Regions from separate parts of the Astyanax mexicanus genome. Here region 2 is linked to region 1. A link is a contact called in public Hi-C data. All regions are on one chromosome and are shown on one strand. The core of a region is the stretch at or near the end of the contact, and the rest is flanking DNA. Distances in the headings are between cores, read along the strand shown. Region 1 has its middle 8.1 kb from the start of egfl6. Region 2 holds the start of tmsb4x (thymosin beta 4 X-linked).

Region 1 (4,687 bases), core at 931-3,430:
TTGATATTGTATAATTCATTGGTTCTCACTGCGCTACCTTCCAGGCACAACATCTTTACTCTACAAGTTTTAAGCAATGGTGATCACTTAACAAGCTATTGAACTGTGTCTTTCAGCAATTCACAATGCTTTTTTCAGCCATTTACAAAAAAAAGTCAATTATCATAAAATCAGGGTTAAAGCATGTATTGTGAGCATGCTCTAGAGCTTAGATCGGGCCCAAAAATTCAGGCCAAACCCTTTCCAAGTCTGTGTATGCACTGTCCAAACCCAACCTGGCCCACCCCATGAAGCCTCATTATAAGCTTGAGCCTGAGTGGGGAGTGTCCTAGTCAGTGTTGTTCTGAATTCAGCACCCCCGCCATGAAAAGCACCCTCTCTCAGGAGCATGCACACACGGTCTCTTTTGGTTTACAGCAGAGATAATCCTCTTTAACTTAATTAGAAATATGCGGCAAAAGTCAAGGTCAACTCAGTCACGGTTACACAGATACATAGCGACATAGCATGTGCTCCCGAGAAGGGTGCTTTTCCTGGCGGGGGTGCTTAAATTCGGCACAACAGCGCCATTTTTGTTTACAGGAACGTTGCATCACTGACATTATGTTTTTCTGTGCTCGGGCATGAATCACACGGGCACTGCAGCTCACACTGCATGCATACAGTGCTCGAGTCCAAGTAAACCAAGTGCTCTGTCTGGCCTACCTCTTCAGCAATTTGGAGTGAACACACTATTCGAACAAGCCATGTTTTGGGAGGTACTGCCTAGTGCAAGTGAACCCTAAGTCTATTATAAAAGAGGTACACATTGTTTCTTATGTTTTTTATGATTTTGCCACTTTGCATTAAAAAAAAAAACTGCACAGGAAGTGCTGCTGCATCTGTGTTTCATTCTCTAGAGTCCAGCTGTTACTGCCGGAGGTCATAAAGGGTCAGTAAACCCCCCCCCCCCCTCCTCCCCCTCCCACCCTTTCTCACTTCTCCTTATCCCATCTCCCATCATGATAACTCAGGCCTACACTAAAAAGATTATGCTTAAAGTTTACTTTTAAAATGTTTTGCAACTCTCTGCATTTGCTTTTTGTTAAGTAAACTTAATTTCAGATAAATTGAAGTAACTTCAACTCGGTTTCAAGACTTAAATGTTACAGAGTAAATAAGTGAACTGAACTTCAGTCAATCCTTTCTTTTAGTAAACTTTACTTCATTTCTGCATCCAATATTACCTAATTACAATTACTTAATTTATACAATATTACTGAAATTTAAATAATTTTAGTTAAAACACACATTCAATTATTTACATAATCTCAAAGATTTATGTCTCACTCTATGTCTCAACACATGGATGACATGTAATATGTATTACATGTCATCCATGTGTTGAGACAGCATCATATGTGTTTTAACTAAAAACATTTTTTTTTGTTATGATATATTATGTATCATAGATTATTTGAGTAATATTGTATAAATGAAATAATTGTAATTAGGTCAAATTGTATGCATAAATTAAGTAAAGTTTACTAAAAGAAAGGATGGACTGAAGCTCAGTTCACCTATTTACTCTATGTAAACTGAGTTAAAGTTGCTTAAAATTAGATTAAATTAAATTTACTTTAAAAAAAGCAAATGCAGAAAGTTGGGAAACGTTTTTTAAGTAAATTTTACTCATTATTTTTTTTCAGTGTAGAGCAGTGTTTAGTTTCATCAGAGCTGGAAGATACTGTATCTCTCAGCCCTTTTACATACTGTATCTCTCCTGCTCTCACCCTCGGCCTGTTTTACAGTAAGTGTAGTGAGAATATAGCGCCACACGGTGGGTCGAGAGCTTTGGAGAGCTTTGCTTTGTGTGTTATTTTGTCTCTTTCACAATCCCAACACTCAAAGCTCGCTCTGGCCTCATTAGCACACAACAAATCCATCAGCGCTAGTTCATATGCCGCCCTGTTTCCCTCCCAAGCGCTGCTATCTGCAGAGTTAGCATGCCAGTTTCTGTCATCGCGCTGAACGCGCTCCTACTGAAGAGCAGGATGTGGTTACACGGGGCTTTCGAAATAAATCGCTACCCGTCTTCTTCCTCTCCTTTTATAGGCAAAGGCGTTCAGACGCAGCTCGAGCCGTCTGTCGCTGAAGAGACGTGATAGATAGAGGTCAGCGTGAAAGGGCAGGCCCGCCACTACGCTACGGCCTTAATTACGACAGAATCGGCCACGTTAGAAAAGGAGACGCGGCGAACGTCTCTCCTCGGGAAGCTGCAGTAATTGCTCTCGAGAGGCTCGCCAGCAGAAAAAGCATGGTAAAGAAGAAGAAGAAGGACATCAGAGAGATCTAGACTTTAAATAAAAGAGAGGGAAACAGACAGACAGACAGAGAGAGAAAGCGAGAGAGAGAGAGAAAGTCACAAAGCAGAACTGACAGAACAGAATCGACAGCTCAGGAGATTAAAGACAAAAACAGAAATTCAGGTTCTGCTTTCCCACAGCGAACAATGGCTTCACTTCAGAGACCCACAGACAAAAATAGTGTTTCTGAAACACAGAACACACAAAAAACAAAAAAAACCTTCCCCTGTTGGAAATGACATGCTGGCTTCAGTTTCTAAGCAGCAGAGATGAGTCTCCTCCCTCTTCTTTACTGATCTGAGCTGAGCTTTTGTCTGCAGAGAGCAACAGTACGGGTTCTGCCCAGAATAAAGGATAAGCTGACAGCATCCTCTAGTGGCAGAACTGTTAAAACACCAAAATCCATCAAAAAGCATCATCAGCAGGAGAGAGAAGAGCATGGTACCTCTGTTCAGCTCAGAATATTTTTTTAAAGGCTCGTGTGAAATAATATACTTGGGCCCCAAAAATGGATCCATTGGTTTTCACTATCTTTTTTAATTTATATTTTATTGATTTATAATAATAAAAAAACGCTTATTTTTTTTTTCAACTTAAATTGTCATATCTTGAATGTACATGATGATTTCAAACTAATTCTAATTCTAATACTCAGACCCAACACCAGCACTGATTGGTGGAAACTTCACACTAGACCTCAAGCAGTTTGGACTGTGTGTCTCTCCACTCTTCCTCCAGACTCTGCTCCCTTGATTTCCTTTAAATGAAATGTAAAATTTACTGATGGTCAGTGATGATTTGGAGAGACATGTCTGTCATCTGCTGGTGTTGATCCACTGAGATAGCTAGTTAGCATTAAAACAGGCAATGCAGTTCCAATCGAAATTTAAGCTTGGTCAGCTAAAATCACATATAATCGATTAGCTTAGTGTAGCTTAAAAATTAGCACCCCTTTATTTATTTTAACTTCTAGATTTGGATTGCAGCTTTTAATTCAAATTTTGGTGGCTGTTGCTTTCCTCGGTAGGTATTTCTCTGCTTTGTCAGTAAACCCTAAAAGTACATCTAAAATTAAAACCTGTACACAAGACGCACAACGTGCACACATATCACATATAAGTAGAATTTGACATAGCTAAGCCAAACTAAGCTAAAATTGCTAAGATATATTTTTAGTACTACATAAATCTCAAAACTTGTCCTTTGATTATCTTTCAAGACATCTACAAACCCAAGATATCTAAGAACACGATTTTATTGACTTTATAGAGGTTCTGTGTTTTTCTTCTAAAGTAAGATTTTACAACTGACCATTGGCGAAACCAAAAATTAGGTCCCGAATATGGTTAACACACAAAAAAAACAATCACACTCTAGACTGAACACTGGAAGAGGTGGAGAATGAAAACACTGACCCAGCCTCAGGCTATGTGGAAATCACTGCCGGAGAAGCAGATCCAGTGTCGACTATTAGCGCGTCTAACATTCTCAGGATGTTCAACATGACCCAGCATGGCCAAGACACTCCAGCAGCTTTAGAGAAGAAGCTTCAGAGGATCTAAAGCTTTACAAGACAGCAAGCTGTCTTTATAAAACAATGTACACAGAAAACAACCCCCTACTTATACCTCATTCTGCACTGAGTGAGTGTTTAGGTTGATCCTGGTGATATCTATTATTATGTCTGTCTAGGCTTAAACACTAGAGCTTAGCTGCAGTAGATGTTCAGGTTCCTCAGTAGAGTAGAGCCAAAACAACCAGATGCAGAAATAATGCCTGTTTACGTTTTCTAACCAGAATTAAGACCCTCAGACACTTTTATTCACAGGGAATACAAAAATTCTGAAGGGAATTGGACCCATAGATAGAAAAGACATATTAAATCAATGTTAATTCACCATTGATTCACCATCAACGCAAAACTATTAAAACATTGTTAATCTTCAGCTTTGAATCAATGCAAAATTCCATATAATAAAGATTCACCTTGAATTAAAACATCAGAAACCTGTTAAAACCAGATGGCAAATCAACCCCCTTTCACACATTATGTAAACCATTTAATTACTGTTAATTATTGTGTTATTACTGTCTTATAACAATAATAATAACAACAGATCTAAGCATGCAATAACGTTTATAACAATATTTATATTAAACTGCAGAACAAGACAAAGATCTGGGGTGTTAAGAATTCTGCTGCTGGAACCAAAAACAGTAATGAAAAATAGAAATAAAAAAATGCAGAAATGAATATGTGAAAATACACAATTAATTCAATAAAAAAATAATAATATACATTTTTTTGTATTAATACATGTTAATATGTGTGTAAAATAAAT
Region 2 (4,687 bases), core at 554-3,053, 36 kb before region 1:
TTGATCCACTAATAAACACCAGTCAAAACTGACCAAGCTCTGGTTATTGCATGTGATCATATATCAGCAACGTTATTTTAATGTATATTTTATATACATATTAATATTAATACGGTCAGACATAATATAGACATAATTCAGACACTCATAGATCATAAGAAGAGAGATCTAAAGTAAGTAAACAGGGTCCAAAAAAGTTTAAGCAACCAAACACAGCAGAAGAAAATAAATGTGCCCCAAATCCGATCTTTTACGTTATGTTCGATCCAGATTGAATAAATGGATAAAAAAGGAAAATAATATAAAGAAAGTAAAAGAAAAAAGGAAAGGAAGGAAAAACAATATAAAGAAAAAAGAAAGAAAAAGAAAATAAAATAAAATAAAAAGAAAGAAAGAAAGAAAGAAAGAAAGAAAGAAAGAAAGAAAGAAAGAAAGAAAGAAAGAAAGAAAGAAAAGAAAAAAGAAAGGGGAAGAAAAGAAAAAAGTAAGGAAAAGAAAAGATAAAAAGGAAAAGAAAAAAGAAAGAAAGTAAAAGAAAAAAGGAATGGAAGGAGAAAATATAAACAAAAAAGAAAGGAAAAGAAAAAAGGAAAAAAGAAAGGAAAATAAAATAAAAAGAGAACACACATAAGTAATACATTAAATAGAAGTTGTTGACTGCATTTGATCCACTAATAAACACCAGTCAAAACTGACCAAGCTCTGGTTATTGCATGTGATCATATATCAGCAACGTTATTTTAATGTATATTTTATATACATATTAATATTAATACGGTCAGACATAATATAGACATAATTCAGACACTCATAGATCATAAGAAGAGAGATCTAAAGTAAACAGGGTCCAAAAAAGTTTAAGCAACCAAACACAGCAGAAGATAAAGAGTAGAGAAGTCAAAAATAAATGTGCCCCAAATCCGATCTTTTACGTTATGTTCGATCCAGATTGAATAAATGGATAAAAAAGGAAAATAATATAAAGAAAGTAAAAGAAAAAAGGAAAGGAAGGAAAAACAATATAAAGAAAAAAGAAAGAAAAAGAAAATAAAATAAAATAAAAAGAAAGAAAGAAAGAAAGAAAGGAAAGAAAGAAAAGAAAAAAGAAAGGGGAAGAAAAGAAAAAAGTAAGGAAAAGAAAAGATAAAAAGGAAAAATAAAGAAAGAAACAGAAAAGAAAAAAGAAAGAAAGTAAAAGAAAAAAGGAATGGAAGGAGAAAATATAAACAAAAAAGAAAGGAAAAGAAAAAAGGAAAAAAGAAAGGAAAAGAAAAAAGGAAAAAAGAAAGGAAAATAAAATAAAAAGAGAACACACATAACTCCTTAATAAAAGTAGCGAAATTTGGAAAATATATTTCTTTTAGCTATGCACAGCATGTTTTATACTAGGTAAATAGAGCTAAAATTCAGTATATTACACATTTTGGCAGTAAAAATAACAACAATAGAGTCCTAAAGTCTATAGTAAAACGTGTATAGTTACACAGTGTTTGTATGAAATAAACATTAAATATAATATTTAATAATGATGTATATCAATCACAGCCTGCAGTACCAGCCGTGGCCACCTGGTGCCGCCGTTCCACAACTTCTCAGCCCGGCAGAGGGCGTTGGCCACACGGCTGTGTTTAGTGATGACGTCGCGTCTTTTTGTGCTAAAAAATCCCTCTGATTAAAAAGCGTTTTCTGCGTTTATTAACGCGAATATGTTTTTACGGAGCTTCTGATGATAAAAACACTTTTTCTGTGCTTTTAATAGAGCAGATATTTCGAAATAAGGAAGAGTGTGACGCAATGCTCCACATTTGCATACAGGGAGTATATAAGCGCGCGCTGGGAGCTGCTGGCGCACAGTGCAGCTGGAGCTCGAGGAGGTTGCATCGTCTGCAGAACCAGCACAACAAACCCTGGTGAGTGCAATGCTTAGTTTATTTTATTATGCTTTTTTATGGCTCAAATACTGTTTATATATGCATGTAAATCTTATCTTTAAAAAAATAAGATATACATATATGAATTTTTAGAATCTCTGCTTTATTTATTTATATATATATATATTTTATATTTTTGTACTTAGTGCATTGCTATACAAAGCAACATTTATCTCCAGTTATTGCTGTTGATTTAATTTTTATCATTTTTATTATGTGATCAGAACAGATTATTGCTGGAATGTTAAAAGTAATGCAGCAGGAGATATTAAAGCATATTGTCAGTATAGACAAAACAATTAGAAGAGTCCTAGAAGGCTCCTTTGTTTGAGAAGCTGTGGAGCTCAGTCCAGCTGTGTAGAAATTAAAAATACACAGCAACAGATGTATACAACTATACAGATATATATATATATATAAAGTGGCCCTCCTCTAAAATCTGTTCAGTTGGCATTGGTAGGGCGGAGGCGGCAGATTGCACCTCCACAGCTGCATTGGCAGATGTGTCCCCAGATGTTGTTGACTTAAAAAAAAGAGACAAAACAGCTCTTTTGTTGTATTCTGGCCTTTTGAGCAGGCCTAACTCATTTATACAGCTGTGGATGGATGTAGAATACTTGTACATACGTAGATGCAAGCCAGTTTTGAAGGTTATGGTTGAGTTTTTATAATAATTAAGGTGAAATGCATCGAGACGCTCAATCGCTCAACCGCTCAACACATGATCTCTTCTGTTCTCTTTTGTTTCAGACCAACCGCAAACATGTCTGACAAACCAAATCTGGAGGAAGTCACCAGCTTCGACAAGACCAAGCTGAAGAAGACAGAGACCCAGGAAAAGAACCCTTTGCCGTCAAAAGAGAGTAAGGAGTGAATTATACATTATTTAGTACAGTAATGCCATTTTTTTTATGCCAAAAATGCACATATTAATAATAATGCATGTGTTTTAGGAACAATAGGTGTGCTTGTATACAGCATATAAATGCGTGTGTGTGTGTGTGTGTGTGCATTAATATATAAATATATATTTGCACCGAAAACATCAAATCCATCCATATTAACGTTTCCATTGTGTTCTGGTTCCTCTTTTTTCCAGCCATCGAACAAGAGAAGCAGGCCGGCTCATCATGAAGCCCCGCGTCGAGACTCCACTATGCACTGTACATTCCACATGGCCTTCTTTTTTCACCTTTTAGCTGTTTAACCTTTTAACGAGAAACGTCAAAAACAAAAAAACTAGACAAAAAACACAATTTGACAAACCTAAGATGCATTCTGATTGGACGAATGTTAAAGAAACGAATCAAAAAGACAAAAAGATGACTGTACAGCCCCTCGTGCCCCGCACCTCCTTCCCTTTTTTAAATGTTGTGTTTGATTAAATATTTAAAAAAGAAAAAAATGTCTGCACCACTGCGAGCGCTGGCGTGCATCCATTCATGTGGCGTGAAAACATACAGATGAAGATGACGATGAGGAAGAGGAGGAAGAAGATGAGGAAGCAGCAGCAGCAGTGTGTGCATGCATGTGTGTGTGTATGTGTGTGTGTGTGTGTGTGAGGAAGCAAAGTTTGGTTTTGGCCTTCGATGCGTGCAGTGGGCGAGAGGAGGCGGGGCCAAGCGTTTGAGTGACACCGTCCAGGGACCTACACATCCACTATCTCGGGCTCGGCCTGGGTCAACTTGTGTCAAATGCTTTTAAGTCATGCAGTGTCTGTTGTTTTTTTAAAAATGTTTATTTTCAAAAGTTTTTTTGTATGAGTTCGAACCTTGGAATGCACAATTTCTTTTTTTATGCAAATAAAAGAAGAGATATATGAATTATGGTGGTGAGTTTTGTCATTTTTAATTCTGGATTGGGTGAATTTGCTCTGAAGAGTCAGTCCCTTAAACTCTGAGAGAGAGTTCATTTAGTACATTTTACTTTATTCGCACATTTGGATTAGAGTAGATTAGATTTTGATAAAAAATGAATAAAAATTAAATGCAGCAATAAATCAAAAATGTTGTAATAGCTTTGTAGCTTTGATAATACTCTAATAATACACTTATAATAATATTGCACGGTTTTGAATTGGCTAATATTTTCCTAGTAAATGATGCAAAGAGCTAAAAAATAATAATATTGTGTATTAATAAGTAATACTAGCGAGTTTTTGAGTTTTTAAGCACAGTGCACATTAAATGCAATAAGAGCATTAGCCCAGTTTGATGCACGTTCACCTGAACTTAGCACTATAACACTGCGCTCTGTCCGACTGACACACTTGCAGGCTTTAGGCCGCCGGCGTCTGTAAGTGGATGAGGAGGTCTGCCGGCGGTGTTTGGCACCCGGCTCTCGAGCAGCTGACCTAGAAAAATGTCCTGATCTAAACTGTAACGCAGGGCTTAGAGTTTGACGCTTATCTGAAAACTATGACGGAGAACTGCAGCGGCTAGGAAACGTAGCGCTAATGAGACAAAGCATGCTAATCACAGATTTAGCATTTAGCTAATGAACACATGGCATGTTTTTGGACAAATTATATACTCAACTCTCACATTATAATCTATTTTAAGTACTATACAGTTGGCTTTTCAGCTTTGAACAAACAGTGATGGATTTGAATTTGGTGTTGACTTAGTGTTGATATAGCAAAGTTATTTTAAAGTTTACACTCAACCTTTAATAAACAATAGCTCACGTTTTTGTGATGCTCAAAATTGTATGGAAGTATTTTTATTCACTCTCTCCCTCTAAATCTACATCTCTGA

Evidence for each region. Hi-C and Micro-C count contacts between places; a contact is called where the count stands out from the background.
Region 2: a Hi-C map of muscle shows a contact between it and region 1, with 16 times the contacts expected there. The contact joins the promoter of tmsb4x here to the enhancer-like site in region 1. A contact is called at or near these places in 2 of 3 Hi-C or Micro-C datasets (both in muscle).

What each region holds. Positions count from the first base shown.
Region 1 is chr11:1,375,839-1,380,525 of AstMex3_surface, reverse strand. No RefSeq gene overlaps it. Among protein-coding and RNA genes, the nearest start is that of egfl6, 8.1 kb to the right of the region's middle. Within about 2 kb of position 2,180, the one cell type or tissue checked has an H3K27ac peak away from gene starts, as active enhancers do.
Region 2 is chr11:1,411,959-1,416,645 of AstMex3_surface, reverse strand. It overlaps tmsb4x (thymosin beta 4 X-linked), which reads left to right and starts at 1,803. Exons shown (of 3, transcript XM_007227706.4): 1 at 1,803-1,910; 2 at 2,682-2,794; 3 at 3,031-3,754. The coding sequence starts at 2,695. The coding sequence ends at 3,065.